Linked DNA regions of Bicyclus anynana: region 2 is linked to region 1. Evidence: chromatin contacts called from public Hi-C data. All regions are on one chromosome and are shown on one strand. The core of a region is the stretch at or near the end of the contact, and the rest is flanking DNA. Distances in the headings are between cores, read along the strand shown.

Region 1 (5,439 bases), core at 1,744-4,243:
GCCATACGGCGCGGCAGCGCGCGTCGTCTGCGGCGCGAGATCGCAGCGCTACGGGAGACCCTTGACGATGTCTGCGAGCCTGGTGACTGCGCGCCGCAACCGCACACCAGGGCACAGCTGAACAGGAGGATCGAGGAGCTCAAGGTAAAGAAAACTCTATATAAATCCTCATGTAACTTGACCGATTTATAAGAGACTCTTGACGATGTCTGCGAACCTGGTAACAAGACGCCCCAGGCGCACAAGAGGGCACAGCTGAACAGGAGGATTGAGGAGCTCAAGGAAAGGGAAACTCCATATAAAACCTCATGTAACTTGCAACTTGGCTTGGTATATTCATAAGAAACTCTTGACGATGTCTGCAAGCCTGGTAACAAGGCGCCGCAGGCGCACACCAGGGCGTTGTTGAACCGGAGGCTCGAGGAGCTCAAGGTAAAGAAAACTCCACATAAAACCTCATATAACTCGCAACTTGGCTTGGTATATACCTATTCATAATAAACTCTTGACGATGTCTGCGAGCCTCGTAACACGGCGCCCCAGGCGCACACCAGGGTACAGGGGTCTTTGTTGGGAGGATTGAGGAGCTAAAGGTAAAGGAAACTCCATAAAAAACCTCATGTTGCTTGCAAATCTGGATAAACTTGAAAGCTTAGCAAAACTCTCTTGAAGATGAATCCGATCCTAGTATTTTATTACAAAAATCAAATAACAATATTGAAAAGGCTTACAGGATTTAATGGTCTGGTGTTATCGTCTGAATTCGACGGATTTTCGCGGAAAATCGCATAATCGCTTAACTTAATCATCTTATTATACTCGTACATCGAAAATCGTTTTATGTACAAAACTAAAATATGTCAGGGAGGTAGTTTATAGTTAGTTATCCACTAAGAACGGATTTTGCGATAGTGCTGGATTAAATAGATCTAAGGGCGGACGAAGTCGCTAGCGCTAGCGGCGATATTAGTAACTAGCTGACACCGCACGGTTTCATCCGCGTGGTTCCGTTCACGTAGGAATATGGGGATAATAGCCTATAGCCTTTCTCGATAAATGGGCTATCTAATACTGAAAAAAAAAATTCAAAACAAACAAACAAACTCTTCAGCTTTATAATATTAGTATAGATTGCGATTAACTTCTGAAAAGTAGGTAACGCATGCTTGCATAACACACGTAGCTTATTTAATATTACTTGAGTATATATTAAATAACCTACATAAATGCTTGGCAAAGGTTATTATCGATTCAGCCAAATGTAAAAATGCTTCTGATTTATCACACTCAATCAATTTATTGTTATACAACCTGTTACAAGTGTTCTGGCAACCTCTCAACGGGTAGAAGTAGGTACATATGAATTGGAGCGCGTGATGTGAATCAAGTTTACCGGCGTGTAAAACAACTGTCAGATATCTGATAGGACTGGTTTTATATTCAACCGCTTACCAACTATGAGCTCTTTTAATATGAACGAGTATTCTCTGGCCTATTAAAGATTTATCTGTACCAACTAATATTATAAAGACTTAGCAGACTCCAAAGTAGATGCAAAAAACCCAATGTCAAACAAAGGGTCTGATTCAGAATATTTGTCAGGACAACATATACAAATCAAACTGTAGTAAAATAAGACCCAATGGCAGAGAATTACCTTGAGTGGAGTCGCGCACTTGTGACGCGTTGTGTGTACGGTTAAAGACGTCAGTTAACTAACCCTCCCCTTTTCCACTCAAGTCACTCCCCCCGCCTATCCCAAGTACCCATAAAGAATTACACAACAAAAATGTAGCCGGCTCGAACTTCACAAATATACGAAACACAAATCGTTTATGCCAACCGATCGCTACCCCTCTCTAACTCCCTACTCTTTACGGAAACTAGTCGCACAAGCTAACACGAGATCGAGCGAAGTCATAACCGTCTCTGACTACTATTTCTTCAATACATATAATAATGAATCTGTCGTTCACAGGAGCGTCTCTCCCGCCTGCTGGAGTGCAAGGTGTCGATGCTGAAGCTGACGGTGTCGGTGCGGCGCGCGCTGGGCGAGCTGGAGTCGGACGACAGCGGGCTCACCGCCGACCTCACCGCGCTGCTGGCCGCCTGGGACGACGCGCACCAACGGTGAATAACACTTTGCTTTACACTAAGGGCTCCTGCCCACGGGCCACCAGCCACAACCATATAACGCCGCTACCGGCATATTTCGTGTAGTAATTCATCCTCCTCTTTACAAGTAAGTAAAGATGCAATCTAAGATGGAAGATCTTAAATTGAAATTTTTGGCAACTGCATTTTTAAAAATATTTTGTAAAACTTCCGTAATGTTTTTAAAAGTTTTTCTTTTTACTATTATCCGAAAATGGTAAAAATTTGACAGTTTTTTTGTAGAGCATTGACAAGATCTGTTGAATTTTTCCTGCCTTCGAAATTAAGTTTAATTGACCAAGTTTGAGGAACAAGAGTTTAAGCTTAAAATGGAAATTTTAAAAACCAACTTTAATTGTTTTTTTAATAAAAAAAATGTATCACCTTTCATCATTATCATTCGGCTCACTGCTGATTATGACGTGTTAGGCCAATAGTCCACCACGCTGGCCCAATGCGGATTGGCAGACTTCACACACGCAGAGAATTAAGAGAATCCTCTGGTATGCAGGTTTCCTCACGATGTTTTCCTTTACCGTTTGAGACATTAAATTAAATATCACTTATTTCTTAAAATGCCCCAAAACCCACATCCTCAGGAATCGGAGGCAGAGTCATATCCACTGGGCTTTAATCCTAGAGATTATACAGAGAGAACAATAGGAAATTTTCTAATCAAAATTTGAATGCTTATAATTTACGATTAACAAATTTTTTTTTAATTGATTGTTATCTCTTTCCAGCACATCAAACGAGCTGCTGTCACTAGAGAAGGCGGTATGCGCGTGGGCCGAGTGGGAGAGCGCGCTACGCGAGCTACAGGGCGCCTTGCGCGGGGACCTTGCCACGCTTCAAGCGCTGCACGACCGCGGCACAGCGCTGGCGGACCACTCTGAGCTGGCCGCGCATATCAGACAACTCGCTGCATCGCTTCTGGATAAGAAAAAGGTAGCGCTTTATTTGCTTTTTCCATCGAATTCAAGGGCTCTTGCAGATTGTTAATGTTTTGTGTGTCTAGCTTACAGATCGCGAGATAATGTCTTAATATAGAGCGAGAGTTTCATTAAAGACAGAGTTATATGTTGGAATAAGGTATTGGGGTTGACAGTGGGGATTTGGGCGGGAAATTTGTAGGAATTACATGTAGCTCTTTTTTTATTTTCTTTAATTTGCTGTATCATACAATTTTATTGTATAAAGTAGGATGCATTTTATCACAGTAATATTAGAAAGGTGAAAGTTTGTATGTATGTGTGAAAATGTGTAAGTATGTTTGTTCCTCTTTTACGCTGCGGCTACTGAAGCGATTTGGCTGAAATTTGGAATGGAAATAGATTTTACTCTGGATTAACACATGGGCTACTTTTCATTCCGGGAAAATCCATGGTTCTCGCGGGTTTTGTGAAAAACTGAATTCCACGCGGACGAAGTCGCGGGCGTCCGCTAGTTGTATATAAATCTGTATAGGTGCACGTGAAAGAGTGATGTTGATCAAGAGTGCTCTAAGTGATTAATTATATTTTCTCGCTGGACTTATCAAGGCAAACTTCGCCTTACTAAAGCATGACTTGACTAAGGACCGACTGGCAGACAATGAAGGACGTGGACTATATTTAGCCACGTTCGCCCTAATAGGGAAAATTTTAGGCTTTACGCAAAAACGTGTTCATCTTAGGACGCTTGACAGTAAGCGTGAGAGAAAGAGAAGCCAGAAAGAGGGCGCGGTAACGCGTTACGTTACGAAATAACTTACCCTCCCATAAGAAGTTATCACTTCAATGAAAGTATCTACAGTGTGATTGTTTGCAGGGTGGGTCGACATGTGACTCGCTATCGGACTCGGGTATATCGGATGGCGACAGCGAAGGCGCCGGTTGCCGCGCGCGTCGCCTCAGCGCACTGCGAGAGCTCGCGCAGCGTCTTCAGGCCGCGCTGGCGCCTAACTCACCTGCACACCGGGCCATTGCCAAGGTACAGTCTTATTTACTTATCTAGGTACTGACTATTCATTCCTCAATACCTCAGTGTCTGAAGACGGAAGTCTTCGAACATTGCATGCTGCCATAGATAACTTGCATGTACCTCCAACTTTTCAGTTGTGTGCATTTTAAGAAATTAAATGTCACGTGTCTCAAACGGTGAAGGAAAACATCGTGAGGAAACCTACATACCAGAGAATTATCTTAATTCTTTGCGTGTGTGAAGTCTACCAATCCGCATTGGGCCAGCGTGGTGGACTATTGGCCTTACCCCTCTTATTCTGAGAGGAGACTCGAGCTCAGCAGTGAGCCGAATATGGGTTAACGACGACGATAGTCTTATTTACTTATCTAGGTACTGACTATTCATTCCTCAATTCCTCAGTGTCCGAAGACGAAAGTCTTCAAACATTGCTTGTTGCCATTGATAACTTACGGATTCGAGGCTTGGTCGCTAACTAGGAGCCTTAAGAAGACGAAAAGCTACTAAAAGAGGGCGATGGAGCGAGCTATGTTTGGAGTTTTACTACGTGATCGAATCAGATATGAGGAGATCCGCAGAAGAATCAAAGTCACTGACATAGCTCATAGCGAGTCGTGAAGTGAAGAGCCGATGTACATTGGGGTCCTAAGGACCTGAAATGGCGACCCCACAACAGAAAGCGTAGTGTTAGTAGACCCCACTGGGTGGACCGAGGATATCTAGCGAGATGACGATGAGCGATGATGAGAGCTCGAGAACTTGATGTGTCCGTGTCCGTGCAAGAGGCCTATGTTTAGCAGTGGGTATCCATCGGCTAATAATGATGATGATGAACTAATCATTCGCTACCTATAAACCGCATAAAACAAAGCTCAGAGTTACTCAGTGGTCGACGCAGAGAGATATATTCGAAGAATCTTTCCGTGTCGGATCCGAATTTTCCTGAATTTTCTCAAAAGTCCACTATTACCTAGCTTAGTTCAACCTGTCGTTAGAAATGAGCGGAGTTCGAAGAGCCGATGGATGGTTTTAAAGTCGGAAAACGAAAAGTCGCTGGGAGTAGCTTTACACAGACTGCTCAAGATGTGTTTGGAAGTCCCTACAATATGCCTATGTCTAGCAGTTGAGGGCCGTCGGTGATATGATAAATCAGTCGCATATACAGCATTACCAGAGTGCACGCAAAAACGCAATTAAACACCTTTTCTTTCGACCTGACTTGTTGCCATTAATATGTAGAAGGTTGTATGCATTTTGGGATCTTCTACAATCAATATCTATGATCTAACATAACAAGAATCATTAATCAGTTAGTTTGACATG
Region 2 (5,439 bases), core at 2,033-4,532, 35 kb before region 1:
GAGTTAACATCAACAATCCATAATACTTATTTAACGCACATTTTATACTGAAGCACCCTCAAAATTCGATTCAATATCTTAAAACGCGCATTTTATACCGAAAAATTAGGAGATTTAAACTTGCTTTAAATTAACTTTTCTCTTTGATCTCGATTCGATCGCAAAAAAATATTAGATCATCAAGAAAACTTTACGCCAATTGTTTCACCAACAAACACGCATTATATGTTTGTGCTAAAAGGCAAAGGTAACTAACCCTAGGTGACACTGCGGAAGAAACGCAACGGCACCAGCGCTCGGCCGTGGTCCGTGTCTTGCCTGTCACAACTCAGCGGCGCGGGGACCTCTCTCACGGCCACGCCCACAACAGAGTCCATGCACAACAACATGTCCATATCGGAGTCAGCGCTAAACACTTTGGCGTCACCCGCTAGAGTCACCCCGGGGAACTCCAGTTCAAAGTTGCGAGGAAGTTCTACTACTGTACAGGTATGGAGGACGAAATTGGTATTTGTGTTTGTGTTACATGTAGAATTGTTTCTGTTTGGGAATTGCACGAATTCATTCCCTGTCATCAATTATAATGGGATCACTATTTCTTCATTCCATTCACGTTGGCGCTGCGGTAATTAATCGATTTTTTAATTACATCTCAGATAGAGTACTATAGATATTTGTTGCACAGTTTTTTGGCATATTTCTGAATGTAATCAATATGTTTATATTGAATTTGAGAGTCATGATTGTCTGACCTAACATCTTTAAAAAAATATTGCCATGCTTTTTAATTGTTCCCAGCTTTATCCCAAAAGTTTATGAATGTTTTATTTCTATAATCAGAATTTTTCCACTATTATTTTGCCTTAATCGGAATCGATTATTGAGTTCAATTGAATTATGCGCAAAGGTTTAATGTAGAAAATACCTATTAACCTAGCTAATCGTTACTTATGTGTACCTACGTCAATCAGTTGCAAGTTATATAGCCAGTTCTCTTTACTTAGCTAGTCAGTCTAGTCAAGGGTAGTCAACGAGTATGCAGTCCAAACACTATAGCGTGTTATATGCTGAAGCAAATACAGAAACAAACAAGACCAACAAAAACAGCTGAACAATTAGACAATACGAATATAATGTTGATTATTTCGCACCAGGGTCACGTATCGAGCACAAACACAATGACGGAGGCGTGCACGTCCTGTGTGGAGGCCAACGACAAACAGTGCTGGCTGCGACGGAAGAGGCTCAAACTTCGTCGCCACAACAACACCAACACGAGGAGAGAACGACTGGTGAAGTCACTCTCCTTCTGTGGCCGACTCAGTCCGGAGATCGAGGACAAACATGAGAGGAGCGCTGCTAGCGACCCGGCTACTAGTAGGAAAAATAGGTGCGTTACTTATTGTTAATATTGAAAGAGAATACTTTAAGAAACTTAAGCGGCAAGAATGTTGGGCATCCAGGCTGATTCTTTGCCCCAAAAATAAGCGAGCTTTTTGGTCGAGTCGTGTCGAGGTAATTAGCTGAAGTGAAATAATTCGGAGAAATTTTTGCGACTCCATGGCCTATGGGTCTCCACGGCAAAAGGAACAAATATGTATATCTCGGTCTGACAGGGTATACTTGTACCACTTATCGGTTATTGTTAAATTAAATAGCAAAAATTAAACTGGTAATTTATAATTTATCATCAAAACTAAGAAGAATTAAGAAGATGCAAATGCAATCTAAAACTGCAATGATTGCACAAAAATACGATTAATTGTTTTTTTGAGATATACTGAAGTTAAAATTAAAAATTCAAATTTTTTGCGTAGCAAGTCTATACACAAAGCCATTTCTCAATTATTAATTATGTATTTTTTATTTAGGTTCGACACTACTTCAACGTCTGGAAATGACAGCGATGAGGGACTAATCAAGCAACAATTGGCGACCATAGCAAACCTGCGGAGAAGCATTGAGAAAACACACATATCAAATAAAGAACCCGACAGTGCCATCCCTGAACAAAACGAATCGGAACTAACTATCCCTAGCTTTAAATTGGGCCCTGAAGGTGGAACCGTGAGGCCAAGACTCACTCGGAGTATGGAAAGGGAGAGGACGTTTTTGGCCTTGAGTTTGGGAAACCCGAGCCAAATGTGGGACGTCTGCTTGGACAAGGACTCCGATAAAAGTGTCACAGCTGGAACAGAGGAACACAGTTCATTCTCTGAACAAGCTTGGGATTTCTATCAGGTAAATTTTATTCTTGTTTAATAACGCTTGTCTAATAACCAGATGACGCTGTTTTTTTTTTCGCTAGTATCCAAATATCTTACGAGATTTACTAATTTGGTGTATCTTTCGGGTGTTATTTTAAAACAAATAATTTCTTTGTCAACAGGAAAAATATAACTCGGAGCCATATTCGGAAGCGCCAGACTCGGACGCCGCTCGCCGTCTTTTAGAATTTGGGGACGATTACAGAGCATTCCTAGATTCACAATCGGACTGTTGCTCAAGCTTATCAGCTCAGCCGGAAAACGACCAAAGCCCAAGTGGAACACGCAGAAGAAGACCACCCTCAGACGTCTCTAGAGAACGCAGCCTGCCTCGATACAAGAGACCGACGAGAACATCTCCAGTGGAGACTCCCTCCCGAAAGCCCAAAAAATCAATGTCGAGCGCTGAACGCAAAAAGAACCTCCTCGACAGTCTGGAGAGGTCCCGCAACAACACCAGCATAGAAAGCAACGACGGCGTCCGAAGACGCAAACCCTCCGAAAGCGAAAGAAAGAACAGCAAACGCTCCCCCGAATTCGATCTCCTCAACATCCAAGCGTTGAGCCGCAGACGTCACAGCTCAAATCTGACAAGCGACGAAGTCAACAGTTCGCTGGAATACACCGAAGTCAACAACCGACCGGACATACTGGACTCGTTGAGTAGACGACGCAAGGAGAAAGACGGGGAGAGCGAGTTGCAAAAAGTCGCGCTTTCGGAAATGCGTAGACGTTCAACGGGGAGCGCGGACTCGGAAGGGGAGTCCTCGTCGCCGAAGCACAGCCGGAGGAATTGGGGAGACTCAGACTCGGAGTCTGAAGAGGTGCGGTCGCTGGTGCGCCGCTCGAGCACGCAACTGGAAGTGACGGAGGCGCTGATGGCGCGCCACGACGCGTCGCCCGACATCCTGCGCGCGTTCGACTACGTAAGGACCCCATTCGATACCGATTACAGTAGTAGCTACAGCGACGCGGACGACAGCCGCTCGTGCGTGAGCGTCCGCCAGACGTGCCTGCGCGCGCGCCTCTGTCTCGCCGTCACCGCCTTCTCTATATTAGTCATAGTATACATACACATTCAATGACATTTGGCATGGGCTTGTGTGATATTTTTTCTCATATATGTAAGTATACGCGTTAGGTGCGCTGCGATTGTCAGATTGAAAATCGAAATCGAACTAGGACAAAGAAATTTTTTGAAAAGTGAACGTTAAGTCGTCCAATCGATTTGCTGTCTTTATGTAGTGTAAAAATAGCAAATCGATTGTAACTATTTCACACAGAGTTCCTTGATTTTGTTATAACAGTAAAAGCCCAGCGTGTTCTTTAGAGAAGAAATCAACAATGATATGTTTTCTTTAGTTCACTCCTGACTATTTTATATTACAATTTTTGTGCTGTAAACCTACTCTTTGAAGTGAAGCTTCAATTATTATTCGTATAATAACTTTTGCTCGACGGTTGATGAGCGTCCCCTAGGCTAGATAACATTTATTACTTATTTAATCAACTTACTAAATTATTCAATATACACTAATTAACTATTTAATACTACTCTACATTCCATATAATTAAAATAATTTGTTAGTCATATATAAAATGTGTAGGTACAAAGTATAAAGCATTTGTGTAATAATATGTTAGTCTGACAAACGCAGTACGTATTAGTATTTATTTACATTATTTATAGTTGGGTGACACCTGTCAAACTCCCATACGCTTTGACAGTTGACAGCTGATGTATAAACCATGCTAATTTATATGTGAGAGTGGTTTTTTTTTATAGAACGAGTTGGACACGATTTCACTTGTTAATTATAGTTTAATAAATAAACAAAAACTTGTTGCTTTTTAATTATTTTGATCATAGTGAAATTGTGTCACATATTCAAATCACATATTTATTTTCATTTACTTATATTTTTTTTTATTTTGTTTGTTTTGAGTTTATTTACTAACTAACCATGTGTGTTGTGATCGTTATGTGTAGTCTTTACTAACTGCCTGTTTATTTTTAATCCCTTTTCCCTCAAATTTAATCCCCTTCCTTTATTTTGGAGGCAACTATTCGGTGCTAGAACAATGAAACTAACTTTTAGATATATACCAGTGATATATTTATTATCTATATAAAGTTAACGGTGCAGGTTCAGGCAGGCTTGATAATTTATTCGGTGTAACCAATGCTTTAAAACTGACTGACATTAGACACATCGAAATGACAGATGTCATGTTTGACATTTGCCACCACAGATTATAAAAGAGCTAAGATACTTAAGTTATTTAATTTATAATCTGTTTAATTTATTAACGTGATTAACTGTGATTGCGCGGTACTTTAGAAGTAACTTGTTAATTTGGTTGTGTAATATATTAAATTTAAATAAATAATAATATAGAAGGGTCTCGCATAATATTAGAGGTTTATATCAATATGTGATTTGACTGAACTCCGTTAGTAATATTACACGTTGCGATTTTTGTAAATTGTATTAAAATATGTTGATTAGGGTTAGGTTGTTAATTGATTTTATTTAAAACGAAATGTAAAATAAAAAGAAAATATTAGCGACCTTTGTATAAATGTTTACAAGAATAAATGTTTCAGTTTGCAAATCAAAATGGAGTTTCAGTCAATTAACACCCATCTCTTGTCAACATTTCTAGAAATATTCCTGTAAATAAAAAAAAAAACTTGCCGTTATTTATCTTAAAATTAGAAACAGGATTGGTCTTGTAAGCATTTTGGGCTTTTTCGAACTGGCTTTTTCTGAACTTACATCTATTTTTGGCCTTGAAATTTTCTATACGCTTTGGCACTATTAATAACTGAACTGTCTATGAGAATAGTAACTCATTGCTATGCAATTATAACAGTGGATGAATATCAATGAATGCCGCATGAATTAGCATAATGTCAAGTTAAATAAATGCATGGAGATACTTGTTTGGGAGATACGAAGAAATTGTAAGTGTAAATTGTAATTTTTCTTTCTATTTATTGTATATTAATATAAAGAATAATGTATGATGATAACATTAACTAATACTATAAATACGATATTCGAAATTGAACTGTAGCGCCTAAATCATAAGATTCCATTTGGTCCCATAATGATTGGACATACTTAAAAAATTAGATTACATTAAACAATCAATTTTCTTTGATATT

Evidence for each region. A called contact is a pair of places that touch in the nucleus more often than the background predicts.
Region 2: a Hi-C map of whole larva shows a contact between it and region 1, with 2.4 times the contacts expected there. The contact joins two enhancer-like sites. A contact is called at or near these places in 2 of 2 Hi-C or Micro-C datasets (whole body and whole larva).

The regions. Positions count from the first base shown.
Region 1 is chr22:4,576,890-4,582,328 of ilBicAnyn1.1, reverse strand. LOC112046846 (klarsicht protein) reads left to right here. Exons shown (of 25, transcript XM_052888461.1): 20 at 1-144; 21 at 1,979-2,130; 22 at 2,898-3,102; 23 at 3,964-4,125. Among protein-coding and RNA genes, the nearest start is that of LOC112046857, 12 kb to the right of the region's middle. Within about 2 kb of position 2,993, at least 8 of the 8 cell types and tissues checked have open chromatin away from gene starts, as enhancers often do.
Region 2 is chr22:4,612,189-4,617,627 of ilBicAnyn1.1, reverse strand. It overlaps LOC112046846 (klarsicht protein), which reads left to right. Exons shown (of 25, transcript XM_052888461.1): 15 at 262-489; 16 at 1,155-1,390; 17 at 1,872-2,241; 18 at 2,390-3,193. Among protein-coding and RNA genes, the nearest start is that of LOC112046865, 28 kb to the left of the region's middle. Within about 2 kb of position 3,282, at least 8 of the 8 cell types and tissues checked have open chromatin away from gene starts, as enhancers often do.